2 separate regions of the Callithrix jacchus genome follow, and region 2 is linked to region 1. Evidence: chromatin contacts called from public Hi-C data. All regions are on one chromosome and are shown on one strand. Each heading gives the region's core, a stretch centred on a gene start, on an enhancer-like site or on the middle of the called end of the contact. The rest is flanking DNA. Distances are from core to core; before and after follow the strand shown.

Evidence for each region. Hi-C and Micro-C count contacts between places; a contact is called where the count stands out from the background.
Region 2: a contact with region 1 is called in a Hi-C map of skeletal muscle, with 2.2 times the contacts expected there. The contact joins two enhancer-like sites.

The regions. Positions count from the first base shown.
Region 1 is chr12:14,473,793-14,481,261 of calJac240_pri, reverse strand. The region is part of intron 21 of PARN (poly(A)-specific ribonuclease); the gene reads right to left. Among named protein-coding and RNA genes, the nearest start is that of PARN, 110 kb to the right of the region's middle. Within about 2 kb of position 3,756, at least 5 of the 16 cell types and tissues checked have an H3K27ac peak or open chromatin away from gene starts, as enhancers often do. A contact at or near this core is called in skeletal muscle, where this site is marked.
Region 2 is chr12:14,696,412-14,703,282 of calJac240_pri, reverse strand. LOC108594044 (a long non-coding RNA gene) reads left to right here and starts at 5,279. Exons shown (of 4, transcript XR_004731711.3): 1 at 5,279-5,572. Within about 2 kb of position 1,677, at least 1 of the 16 cell types and tissues checked has an H3K27ac peak or open chromatin away from gene starts, as enhancers often do. A contact at or near this core is called in skeletal muscle, where this site is marked.

The DNA of each region.
Region 1 (7,469 bases), core at 2,507-5,006:
ATTCTAGAGGAAAAAGAAAAGAAAAATGGGAAAGCTATAAACTTAGGAATAATTGCCTATACTGAACCACAAATTATATAGGGCTTTATAAAAAAATTTTTTTAATCCACAAGGAATAAAGATTAATTTTTATGATTTAAAACAGAAAAAAGAGACTCAAAGAGAAAGAAAATAATTACTTAGTTAAAATAACAAATAAGAAAACCCAAACTTTTCTTAGCTGGACTCAGTTTCTTAATCTATCCTTCTGGTTTTCTGAAGTCCATGCCAGGGCACTGTGTTTTGAACCTAGATCACCATTCTCCAGCCCTTCACTGCCAACAGCAAAGGTCCAGGGCAGATGTCCAGCCACCCCTATCTTTGCGACTTGGTGTTTCGAATTTGCCATGCAGACAATGCCTACCAAGCTTACTCTTCAGTTCCACTAAACCAGAGAGGGGGAAAGACAAGGCAAATGAAGAAAAGACATCTATAAAAAGAGCAGAAAATGTTTCTGAGGCACATTTTCTTTCCAGAAAAAAACTGAGCCACAGAGGAAAGAATATTCACCAATGTCAAAAGTTCTGAATGCCACCCAACCATGGGATTGCTCAATCAAGGTAGTTTCTGGATCATTTCTCCTTTTAAAGGGCCCCAGGAATACACAAAATCAGATCACAAGTTCCTAATTCTTATTCTTCTACTTTCATATCTATGCAAATATTTCCTTTAAATTATACTCTAGTCTTGCCTTGCTAAAAAAAAATAAGAAATAAAAATTCACTGCTAGCTTAAACTTTAAAGCACCAGCTTGTTTACTTCCATGAAGTGACACAGGGTGATGAGTCCAAGGTCCCATTATCTTTTAAAGGCCAAGAATGAGATAGCTTGGCTTGTTCTATGAACACAAGGCTATACCCTCAATATCCTACTCAGAAATGAATGCCACTGTTTGTTCACAAAGGACAGGGAAAGAGCGTCTAGACAGATTAACACAAATCCATTCCCACTGCTGAGAAACCCCAAACCACATCCTATTTGATGGCTCATTTAAAAAAAATTACTTGGGAAGTGTTTAGGCAGCAGATAAATTCCTACACTAGTCAGAAAGAACAGCTAATCAACAATACATCACACATAATATAAGCTTGACTCAATGAACTCAAAACATGACAAAAATATGAGACTGAGACATGTCTGGTTCTCCTCTGCCTCCTGAATCATATTAGGTGTAGCAGTTTCAAGGAGAGATCCATGTATACCCACCACAAGGTTAAATGTATCCACTATTTTATTTTATTTTTGACACAGGGTATCACCACGTTACCCACTCCGGAGTACAGTGGCACGATCTTCACTTACTGTGACCTCGAACTCCTGGCCTCAAGCAATCCTCCAGCCTCAGTCTCCCAAGTAACTAGGACTACAGGGGTGTGCCACCATGCTTAGCTTATTTTTAAAATTTCTTTGTAGAGAAGAGGTTCTTGCTCTGTTACCTAGGCTGGTCCTGAACTGTCCGCAAGCCTTGGCCTCCTAAAGTACTGGGATTACAGGCGTGAGTCACCATGCCTGGCTGTTAAATACATCTAAAACCTACTTTATAAGGAATTCTAAAAAGTCTGCAAGTAATTCTCAAAAGTCTTATCTAAAAATAAAGTGATTTTTTTTTCCTTTCTTCTGGAAGGCGTAAGAAGGCATTGTGTACAAAAATCAGTAAGACAAAGAATTTAATCTTCCACTGTATAGCTAAGAATTACCATTTAGTTTAGCACTCCTTGAATGCCAGTCCTGTGCCAAGTGTCGTATTAATAATCATCTTGGCTGGGTGCAGTGGTTCACGCCTGCAATCCCAACAGTTTGGGAGGCTAAGGCAGGCAGATCGCTTGAGGTCAGGAGTTTGAGACCAGCCTGGCCAACATGGTGAAACCCTGTCTCTACTAAAAATACAAAAAATTAGCTGGATGTGGTGGTGCACACCTATAGTCCCAGATACTTGGGAGGCTGAGGCACAAGAATCGTTTAAGCCTGGGAGGTGGAGGTTGCAGTGAGCCAAGATCCCACCCCTGCACTCCAGCCTAGGTAACAGAGTGAGACTCTGTCTCAGAAAAGAAAAAAAATCATCTCAGCCATGCTCAGATCCATCCTGTGAGGTCTGCTCTAAAGACACCAGGGGAATGGTGTGCCTATGAGGAGGAGGCACACTGTCTTGCTCCAGATGTGTACACAAAATATTACTTCAGCTTCATTTTACTCAAGAGGACGCCTGGGCTCAGAAACCTCTAATAAGAAATCAAGGGTGGGATCCCGGAAATCCAAGCGGGACCTTATGGGACTCTAAAAATGGAGTTCTTTCGACTCTGCCTTATTGCCTCTGATGTGTTTATCCATATGTTTCCACAGAATTTGACCATTCAGGTAAAATCAGCAATAAAAGCAAGGACTCACCTTGCACATTTTTAAGGGTTTTGTTGTTGCTGTTGTTTTTTGTTTTTTACTTTTAATTTTATTTTTTTTTTGAGACGGAGTTTTGCTGTTGTTACCCAGACTGGAGTGCAATAGCATGATCTCAGCTCACCACAACCTCCACCTTCTGAGTTCAAGCAATTCTCCTGCCTCACCCTCCCGAGTAGCTGGGATTACAGGCGCGTGCCACCATGCCCCACTGATTTTTGTATTTTTAGTAGAGATGGGGTTTCACCTCGTTGACCAGGATGGCCTTGATCTCTTGACTTCATGATCCACCTGCCTCGGCCTCCCAAAGTGCTGGGATTATAGGCGTGAGCCACCACGCCCAGCCTATTTTTTATTTTTTAATCTTATAGCTCAAATACATGTTTCTCTACCAGAAGCACTCAAAAAATGTTTTTTCTTTTTTTGAGACAGAGTCTCACTCTGTCACGCAAACTGGAGTGCAATGGTGCAATCTGGGCTAAATGCTGTAACCTCCACCTCCAGGATTAAAGTGATTCTTCTGCCTCAGCCTCCTGAGTAGCTGGGATTACAGGTGTGCGCCACCATACCCAGGTAGTTTTTGTATTTTTAGTAGAGACGGGGTTTCACCATGTTGGCCAGGCTGGTCTCGAACTCCTGATCTCAAGTAATCTGCCCATCTCGGCTTCCAAAGTGCTGGGATTATAGCGTGAGCCACTGTGCCTGGCCAAAAATATTTTCAGAACCTTAGCAAATAAAGTATAATCACCAAAAACAAAAATGTTAACGTAATATAACCTGCTCATATATAATACAAACATGAGCTATTTATTATATGTATTCATTTTACTTGGACTATGCTTTGTTCATTCAAATTTGTTATGAGAAAACCATCTGCAAGCCATCAACCAGTAGTGATTAGCGTTTCCTGCTGGGAATCCTATAAAATCCTGTCTTCATTAGACTAATACACCATAGCTTTTGAGTTCCAGCCCAACAGGTTTCCTTATGGCTATGAACTGGAGCTACATTTTAGATAGTTCACTAGTAGAGCAAAATCTGTAACTGGGCCAGAAGGTCCTGCAGCACATGGCCTGCTTGTCTTCCAGCTTCCTGCTCCCTCCCCTGGCCACACAGCACTGTGCCGCACTGGCCTTCTGCCACTCCTGGATCCTGTCGGCCCTGCTCCCTGTTGTGGCTGAGCCTTTGGAAAAGGCGCTTCATCTTCATGGAGCATTTCCCACTACTGTCACAAAGCTCTCACAGACCTTTCACTTCTTGGTGCAAAACTCTCTTTGAGAAGGCTGCCCTGAGTGCTGCAGACTAGGTCTGTTTACCCTGTTCTGCCCTCTCAAAGCACTTTCCACCCTTCACTGGAGTAATTTCTGCCTCTCTCACTAAACTGCAAACTCCATTAGGGCAGGGTATCTGTTTTGCTCTCCATGGTATCCTCAGCAGCAGATCAGTGCCTGGCACACATGCATTAATTCAATAAACATTTGAGTACTAGTGCACATAAGGGACTGTTGTAGGCACAGGGGACGTACCATGAACCTCAGATTCTAGTAAAGGAAACAGACAGAGGAGTGGGTATGGACAAAAGGAAACAATCAGTGCTTCAGAAAACAAAAGAGCAAGGAAGCAGGGATGTGAGGGTCACTTTAAATGCTGAAGGCACAGCATTGTTAAGAAGTTTGGAAGTATCATTTGATGGAAGTGAGATGAGGGAGTCCAAATCACTAAATATCTGAGGAAAGCTATTTCCCCAGAAATATCCATACTTATAATACAAAATACCATACTTACGATATGCCATATTTTATGAGTTCCAAATGTTACCTTATGGCGATGTACTGAAATAACTTTTTAGACAGTTCACCAAGAGCAAAATCTGTAACTCAGCTGGAAGGCCCAGCTTGTCTTCTAGCTTCCTGCTCCTTTCTCCCAGGAAGTGGTCAGTGAAAAGGCCACTGGAGGGCCTGTGGAGTATGGTTTGGAATAAGCAAGCTTATAGTAGACGCTCTATTGCATAAATGAGACTGCACAGGGAAGCTACGTTAAATCAAGCTGTTAATGATCACAGATGCCAAGGTGAAGCTGTTTCCATCATGTAACTTCTCTGTGGGTGTAACACAGTATGTGGCCCAAAGAACAAACATCTTTACGAATCCACAGTTGCCTGTTTCATACTGTCCCCTCAAACAAACTTGCCCTTGGCCCTTTGTCACTGTGCTGTTCACTCATTTCTTGGCCAAATTCCAGAATATATACTTGTTCTTGTCTCTTACTATTCAGTCTTTGAGATGGGATCTTGCTATATTGCCCAGGCTAGACTTGAACTCCTGGGATCAAGCAATCCTCTTGCCTTAGTCTCCTGAGCAGCTGGGACTACAGGCTTGTGTCACCACTCCTGGCTTCTAGCTTTTTTTTTAAACAGATGTCTCCAATATAAACATGATTTCCACCTCAGACAGCAAATTCTATAGCATGTTTTGTTGCAGTTTTACTGGTTTCGCTGGCCTAACAACTGATCTTAAGCGTATGTAGACAGGAATATTTTACTGATGGGAAAATTCATTGTTTGCTCAGAAAGGAAAACAGCCACAACAGGTAAGTGAAAAGGACTTTGTTTAAATCCCATAAAGAAGCAGCAGAAAAAATTCTCCCTATGGCCAATGAAAGCATGACAGAAGGATATACCTAAAAAAGAGATGAAAAGCTGCACCTAATATTTAGAAATGAACTAAAATATTTAAGATAATCATATATGAAAGAACATTAAGGTCAGGCACAGTGGCTTGCACCCAAAATCCTGGCTACTTGGGAGGCTGAGGGAGGAGTATTACTTGAGCCCAGGCATTCAAGGCCAGCCTGGGAAATACAGCAAGACCCTGTGTCCTAATTTTTTTTTTTTTTTAATTAGCCAGGCATAGTGACACATACCTGTAGTCCTAGCTACTGAGGAGGCTGAGGCAGGAGGATTGCTGAGGTCAGGAGATTGAGGCTGCAGTGAGCTATGACAGCACCAGTGCACTCCTGCCTAGGCAACAGGATAAGAGACCCGACTAAAAATAAATAAATAAATTGAGAGACAAGTAGAATGAGTATTAAGTCAGAATTAAAAAATCTCAGAAATGAGGTCATAGTACTCAAGAAAACTTTTAAACTCAAAAAAGAATTAGATATAAAAAGGAAACTTGTTTTATGAGAACTAAATCAGAAAAAAAAATACAAGAATAAAAAAACACGACATGTCTTAAGAGAAATAGATAATAAAGGGTTAGGGGATTGGGGAGGGATAACATTAATAGAAACACCTAATGTAGGTGATGGGGGGATGGACGCAGCAAACCACCATGGCATGTATATACCTATGTAACAATCCTGCATGATCTGCACATGTACCCCAGAACTTAAAAGTATAATAATTAAAAAAAGAGAAATAGGTAATAAAAAGATAGAAAATTTTAAAACCAAAAATTAAATAATTAGAAATTAAATAAATTAATAATAATTTGAAAGAAAGTGACACAGATGATGGGCAAAGATCTAAATAGCTATAATAGAAGTTTTCATAGATGTAAACAAAAGCAAGAAAACAGAACAATGTGAAAATTATAATTCAAGAAAACTTTGCTCAGATAACCAAAAAAGGCTCAATATTGCATGCTGGAAGGCTATACCATATACATCTACGAAAACAGATCCAAAACAACGAGTCAAGATACATCTCAGTAAAATAGTAGACTTAAGAAAAAATTTAGTGCATCTGGTCAAAAAGAGTAAGTTAAGAAGAAAAAAATCAGATTGCCATCACACTTTGAAAGAAGCATTTCAAACCAAAATAAAATGAAACATATTTAAGATTCTCAAAGAAAAAAACATTTGAATCAATGGTTCTTTTAGATATAATTTTACACCTAGCTAAGCCTCCTTTCAAGTATAAAGGCTTCTGACAAACTAACATTCAAGAACTCAGAGAGCATTTTTCCCACGACTTTTCCAAAAAAATGTACTAGATGACCAAACTCACGGAAGAAACATCATTGTACGAACTGAGAGTGAGAACTAAATGTACACTTACCTGTAAAACGGACTAAATGATGGTTAGAAGGGTTAGCATATAGTTCGCAATGGCTATTTTCTCTGACAATGTAGATACAGTCTAATTATTTTAAGAGTGCTGACTTCTTTACAGCTAGTGATGATGAATGAAGAGTATTTCTCTAACTCAGACACAGAAGAGGGAAGGCAGGGAAAATACAAGATTACTAGCTAATTTCAATATTCGTCATAGAAGGGAACCAATAGACAATGACTAAAAACAGACAAGATTGAAGTAATTTTATAATGTTATTTGTGGCAGATTGTAAAATGGCAAAAAATCCTTCCTTTTTATGCACGTCCCCTGCAATGCGACTTTTCTGCTCCTGCCATCAAGAGGTATGGTGTATTTACTGCTCCCCTTAAATTGAAGACTGGCATGAGAACTGCTTTGGCTGAAGGTATGTTAACAAGCATAATACAAACGGAAGCTTGCAGGGTGCTTGTGCTGTCTTGCTGCTGAGAACCTTTCGGTCACCATGTGGACAAGCCTGAACTAGCCACCTGCAGGTCACACGGGGAGAGGCTCCCATTGTCCTAGCAATCACAGCTGAGACGCCAGAAGTGTGACTGTGGTCATCCAACTCCAGCCAGCCTGTCCCACACCAGAACTGCCTAGGCAACCCACAGAATTATGGGAAATATTAAGTATTGTTTTAAATCATTATGCGTTCAAAAAATGAGGTTCAGAATGAGGAGGACATCTGGAAAATAGAATATGTTTGAAGACTGCCTTATAAGTGAACAGCAAATAAAAGAGTATGTTTTCTTTTTTTTTTTTTTTTCTTGAGACCGAGTTTCACTCTTGTCGCGCAGGCTAGAGTGCAGTGGGACAATCTCGGCTCACTGCAACCTCCGCCTCCCAGGTTCAAGTGACTTACACGCCTCGGCTTCCTGAGTAGCTGGGATTACACATGTGTGCCACCACACCAGCTATTTTTTTTGTATTTTTAGTA
Region 2 (6,871 bases), core at 428-2,927, 220 kb before region 1:
ATTTCTGCCATTCCTTGCAGAGGGGCAGATACCATCGAGGCAGGTGGGCAAGGGCACAGTGAAAGGCCTTCCAGTTGCTCCCTGTCATGGGTCCGAGGTTGGGATGGGTGAAGACACTTCCGGTTTCTAGGTGGCGCTGGATCTAGCTTCTAAGAGACACTTGACTTAAAACCTTGTATTCAGAAAGATTTTTACACTAGATTTTTTTTCAGAGACAAGATATTGCTCTGTCACCCAGGCTGGAGAGCAGTGATGCCATCATAGCTCACTGCAGTCTCCAGCTCCGGGGTTCAGGTGATCCTCCAGCCTCAGCCTCACAAGTAGCTGGACTACAGGTGCCCACCAGCACATCTGGCTTTTTATTTACTTATTTATATTTATTTTTTGAGACAGAATTTTGCTCATGTCATCCAGGCTGGAGTGCAATGACGCAATCTCAGCTCACCACAACCTCTGCCTCCCAGGTTCAAGCAATTCTCCTGCTTCAGCCTCCCAGGTAGCTTGGATTACAGGCATGCACCCACCACCACACCCAGCTAATTTTGTGGTTTTGGTAGAGACGGGGTTTCTCCATGTTGGTCAGGCTGGTCTTGAACTCTGGACCTCAGGTGATCCACCCACCTCAGCCTTTTAAAGTGCTGGGATTACAGGCATGAGCCACTGCACCAGCCTTCTTCTTCTTCTTTTTTTTTTTTTTTTATGTAGAGATAGAGGGTCTCACCATGTTTTTCAGGCTGATCTTGAACTCTTGACCTCAGGTGGCCCTCCATCCACCCTTGCCTGAAGTTCCACCATCATGGGTATTAGCCACTGAGTCAGGCCTAGATTAGATTCTTAACATTCTCTCCAGAAGGTATCACAGGGTGGGTATCACAGCCTCCTTCTGATGGGGTTGAACGAGAAAGTCAGCTATCACACCATTTCAACCTGTGTCCCAAGCTGGGCACAGTGGCTCATACCTGTAATCCCAGCACTTTGGGAGGCTGAGGTGGGCAGATCACTTGAGGTCAGGAGTTTGAGACCAGCCTGGCCAACATGGTAAAACCCCATCTCTACTAAAAATACAAAAAAAAGTTAGCCAGGTGTGGTGGTGCATGCCTGCAATCCCAGCTACTTGGGAGGCTGAGGCAGAATAGCTTGAACCTGGGAGGCAGAGATTGCAGTGAGCTGAGATTGTGCCACTGCACTCTAGCCTGGGCAACAAGAGCGAAACTCTGTCTCAAAAAAAAAAAAAAAAGACAATTAAAAAAAACAAACTTTCCCACAGATCCCTCTGGAAGCGCCTGTATTCCACCATTGTCCCACGGCCACCATCGTCTCCTGGCAATGGCACCTTGTGTGTCCGTGTTTTACAAGCCTACATCCGTTCAACGCAAGTGTGTAACACCGATCGCACAATACGTTTTGAATGTTTGCTTGGGAAGTTTCTCACTGAGGTTATTTTGGGAGGCTCAGGAGGTGGCAGTAACTGGGAGCTAGTGCCTTCCTGTCCCCTGTCCCCAGGCTCCAAGGAAAGCACCCACAGGCAGGCAGAGTGAGGCCTGTGCCCACCCTCTCTCTGCAGGCCTGGGAGCCTGAAGTCCAGGCCTTTCCCAGAGGCTCAGCCCAGCTGCGGCTCCTTCTCCCTGGTGTGGGCTCCAGGGCTCCTTCTCCCTGGTGTGGCCGAGCACTAGTTCTAGCTGGGGCCTTGGCATTGCCCTGGGGCCAGAAACCTGGGTGGGGGTGGGGCTCCTTCCTGGGAGAAGGCCAGGGTGGGCCTCCGGGGTTTCTGGCCTGAGATTGGGTTGTTCTCTAGAGTCTGGCGGTGCTTCCACTGCTGAACTGGATTTCAGGCCGCCACTCACTTGAGTCACGGGAAACCGAGCCAGGCCTGGCAAGGGCAGGCCTCAGAAGAATCCAGGGGCATCTCTGAAGGGGATTTCAATTGCAAGATAAAGGCCGGGCCCTGGCTGCCTTCGGCGGCCTGGTTTTTCCTTCTACACTCATCTAGGTGTCCCAGAGCTCGGGCAGTGCCTGAATTGGAGAGATGAGGTGAGCTTCCAGTATCCTGTGGCTCACGGCACAGATGTGGGTAGGGACAGCACCTGGAGGCCCCCAAGCCAGCACTGCTGAGCTATTTTCATTCCTCAGAGTGGCCGGGCCTTTACACATACTGTGCCTGCTGCCTCGACTCCACCCCTCCCACCAGCCCAGCATTTTCTTATTTTGAGACAGTCTTGCTCTGTCGCCCAGGCTGGAGTGTGATGGTGCAATCGCGGCTCACTGCAACCTCTGCCTTCCGGGTTCAAGCGATTCTCTCACGTCAGCCTCTGGCATAGCTGAGACTACAGGCATGCCATCACACCTGGCTAAGTTTTGCATTTTTAGTAGAGACAGGGTTTCGCTGTGTGGTCAGGCTGGTCTCAAACTCCTGACCTCACGTGATTCTTGGCCTCCCAAAGTGCTGGGATCACAGGTGTGAGCCACGGAGCCCAGCCCCAGTGTTTTCCTTCTTGGCAGTTTCAGCTCTCACACCCCCTCCTCCAGGTGATAACATCGAGCTCAAGCAATCCCTGTTGCATGTGCTCCTACAGGGTGTCTGTCTCAAGCAGTCCCCCTAAAAGTCCAATAAGGCAGCCTGGTGTGGTAGCTCATGCCAGTAATCCCAGCCCTTTGGGAGGCCAAGGCGTGCAAATCATGAGGTCAGGAGTTTGAGACCAGCCTGGCCAACATGGTGAAACCGTAACTCTACTACTCTACTAAAGATACAAAACATTAGCTGGGTGTGGTGGCGCACACCTGTAATCCCAGCTACTCAGGAGGCTGAGGCAGGAGAATCATTTGAACCCAGGAGGCAGAGGTTGCAGTGAGCTAAGATTACGCCACTGCACTCCAGCCTGGGCGATAGAGTGAGACTCTGTCTCAAAAAAGAAAACGTCCTATAAGGCAGGCCTTGTGACTCCTACTTTACTGATGAGGAAATGGAGGCCCAGAGAGGTGAAGCGGTGCCCAGGGACCCCAAGCTGGCGACATGCAGCAGGGGGAGACACAGCCTCTCTCTTTCAATGCACCGTGCAAAGCTGGCGAGGATGCCGCAGGCTGGAGAGAGACAACCCCTGCAGGAGGGCCAGGGTAGGACACCCCCAGTCCAGCCTCACTCTGCCACAGTGCCTGAACCATGATGGCAGCTCACCTGTTGACTCAAGGCTCTCCCCTAGACTTCTGGTTCCTCAAGGGCAGGGACCTGTGCTGTTGGACACCGTAGTTCTGGCGGCTCTAGCAGCAGCTCTGTGCCTGGCACACAGAGGGCAAGCAGGTGTTAGTTCCATGAACAACTGACCTCTAAGCCTCAGTCTTTTTTTTAATTATTATTATTTTTGAGATGGGGTCTCACTCTGTTGCCCAGGCTAGAGTGCAGAGGCGCAATCTTGGCTCACTGCAGCCTTCGCCTCCCAAGATCAAGCCATTCTCCTGCCTCGGCTTCCCAAGTACCTGGGACCACCAATGCTCACCACCACGCCCGATTATTTTTTGTATTTTTAGTAGAGATAGGGTTTCACCATGTTGTCCAGGCTGGTCCCAAACTCCTGACCTCAAGTGATCCACCCGCCTCGGCCTCCCAAAGTGCTGGGACTACAGGCATAAGCCCCCATGCCTGGCCTAGCCTCAGTCTTTTCATCTGGAAAATGGATCAGTTCAGTAAGTTAGTAGTCTTCATGTGCTTAGGTCTTCTGGGGCTGGGGGAATGGGTCTGTTATTAACAGTGATCAGCTGTTGCCTTTTTGTTACATTTCGTCTCCAAGTTGCTATTGGAAAAACCATCCTTTGGGGGTCCCTGTGCCCTTGGTCCAGAGTGAACACAGCCGTCCTTGCCTCCCCTAGAACAAGGAAGAAATCTCTCCAGATTACTGGACTTAGGGCCCAATGAGGAAAAGGGGACACCAGCAAGATCTGTGCTGCAAGATAAGAAAGGGGACTGAGAGGGCAGGGACGCCAAGGGCTGGAGGACAGGAGTGCAGCTTACTCCCTCTGGCTGGGGTCCCTAGGACCCCTCTGCGGCATCAGGACCGCCCGCTGGGTTGGGTGGTATGTTTTGTGTGACCCGAGTTGGCCAACAGAGGACAGCAAAATACATTTTTTATGATTCTGCGAGGTTTAGGCCAGTCACGTCTTCGCACGGAGACGCTGGGCGTTGGAGAGGGACAAGTCATGTCTCAGTTATGTGGATTCTCTTTGCGAAAGAGAGGCCACCTCTGTGATAGATTTGGGGGTCCCTGGGCAGGGGTCTGGGTGGAGCAGATTTTAGGAGGGGGATGACCTGCTGGGGTGGGGGTGTGGGCGTCTCCCTTACCGCCGGGAAATGAAAAGTATTACAACTGTGTCTGGTGCGAGTGTCAGCGCCAGAGGCCAGATCTTTGCCAGGTGGCGGGGACACCCTTATGCCCTACCCCCAATTTCCAGCACCTCTCCAAGAGCCCTTAGCCCCGGAAGCAGCAACAGTGACATTGGACTGGGGAGGAGGAAACATAACTTTATTTTCTGGCCCGAAGGTGGGTTGGTATTTGGGGGAGTTCTTGGGAACACGGCATGTCTGTGCAGTTTCAACCCTGGGGATCCAGGGGCTCCAGCCATCCAGAGGAGGTGAGGGACCGCCCAGGGGTGGGTGTAGGAAGCTTGGGGACCCGGCCTGATGCTGCGCCTACTTTTACTGTTTGTTCACGGGGGTTGTGTGTGTAAGGGGGGGTGGTGCTGAAAATTGGGGGAAGGGCCAGAAGCGCCAGCTGGCACTGGCACTGGCACTGGCACTGGGTGTTCCCGAAAGACGGGGGCAGACCGGGTCTGAATCTTCAGTTGATGCGCCCCCAGCTCCGGGATACCTCAAGCGCCTTTGGAAGACTTCCTAACGCCCCTCGGGAGGGAAGCCGGGTCTCGGCTTCGTCTCCGGGCTGCGGTGGTACTGGAAGTGGAGATTCTTTTCCCCTCCTCCGTTCCCCCCGTTTGGAGCACCCCGGGCTGTGTCCCCCGCTCCCAGGTCGAGGCTGACGTCGCCGCCGCCGCATTTCTAGGAATGCCCCTATCCGCTGACTATATTTGGCGAGGGTTTCTAGGAAGGCGCCCCCCCACCCCGGCCCCCGCCCCCGCCCCAGCCCCCACTCGGGCCCGCTCGGCTTCCAAGCTCTCGTCCTCTCTCCCGGGCCGGGGAGGAGCCGCCCCGCCGCCTCCCCAGCGCGGCCAACCCCCGGCTGGCCCAGCCCCCGCCCCGGGCCGGCCATAGGGCGCTGGGGGGGCGGGGGAGACCGGGGGCGCGGCTTTGTGGCGGCAGCGGACCGTGGAGGCCGGGTGCAGCCCCGTCGGCTGCGCGCTCTCTGCAGAAAAGGATTTTCTACGCTCCCCGCCCATCACTTGGATCTCGTCTGGGGAGGGGCGGATTTTTTTTCTGGAAGTACCCAGCTTTCCACAGTGGAGGATTTAAGGCTGGGCTCGAATCGAGGCGGAGGCTGCAGGGCCCGCGGGGCGCCCCCCGCCCGGCGCAAGCCTGCCAGGAGCCTGGGAAGGCGCAGCCCGGGGGGAGGGGGACCCTGCACCCCCGGAGGTGAGTGCTCCCCTTCTTCCCGCCTGGCACCTTCCCCCAGCCAGGGCAGGGATCGCGGCAGGTGGGTGCCCAGGCCCCCAAAGCCGTAGGGGTGTGGGGCGGCTGCCGGCGGGGTGGATGGGAACTGGAGCGGGGTGGTGGCGGCAGGGGAGCGCGCGGCTCTCCCGGGACCCGGCGCGAGACGGTTGTCTGGGCTGCGATCGCCGCCACTGCCGCCACCCCAGGCTCCCCCTCGGCCCCTCTCCCCGGCCCCTCCCCCGCTCCCCAGGAGGGCATGTGAGGCCAGGAGGTGGGAAGGGGGCGAGGCCGCCCCCTGACTCCCTCTTGTCGGGGCTTGGAAATTGACAAGGCGGTGGAGCGCCCGCCTCCCCGCCCCCACCCCGGAAAGCCCGCTCGGGAAACTGACTTGCTGCGTGACCCCGATCTCAATGCCGCGCGCGGAGCAGGCCGGCCGCGCCCGCTGCTCCACGTGCGCCCGGTCCCCGCTGGCATGGGCGGCGGCGACTGCGGGGGCCGGGCCCCGGGGATTCCGGACCAGCCGGGAACCACCGTCCCCGGAGAGTTACCGCCGTCGCCCCCAAATAAAGTTGTCTGCGCCCTCCCCTCGAAGAGCAGGCAGCCATGGCTCGTTGGCTTTAGCTTCTGCAGGACAGGGGCAAAAAAAAAAACCTAGGTTCCGGGGTGCGGAGCGGGGTGTCTGTGCCCGACACGACACCAAGTTAGGAAAAGAAGTTAGAAAACAGAAAAAAAAAAAAAAGGAAAAGGCATTTTGATTTGGGAGTGGGGGGAGTGGCGTTTCTGGTTTCTCTTTGCTTCCAATCCCCACCAAGCGGAGCGTTGGAATGCGCCGCTCATGTCCTCTGAGGACACATCCATATTTATAATTTATTTTTAGGAGAAGTTGTGAAAAAGGAGGGGGTTAAAATGAGGAGAAAAGGTGCGTGGGGGAGTGGCCTTTCCAGAACCCAGAGGCCAATTGAGCTATTAAAATGGAAATCATTTCCCCCAATTTGGACGCGCAGCAAATTTGACTTTAATGAGAGACGATTAAGGACACAAATAACCAAACTTTATTTAGCTGGAGATGGGGGTGGGGGAGACTGTACGAAGCACATGGGACACCCGATTTATGCGCTGCTAAGGGACATTTGGGGCGCCCCTCGTGTTCTCTGGGAAGCTTCCAGGCCTGTTTGCTGGGCGAAATTGGTTATTGATCCGGGAGGGAAGAGACACCCCGGAATAAGCGATTCTCCTGCCCTCAGCCATGGGGTGGGCAAATGCCCCCTTCTCCCACAGCGA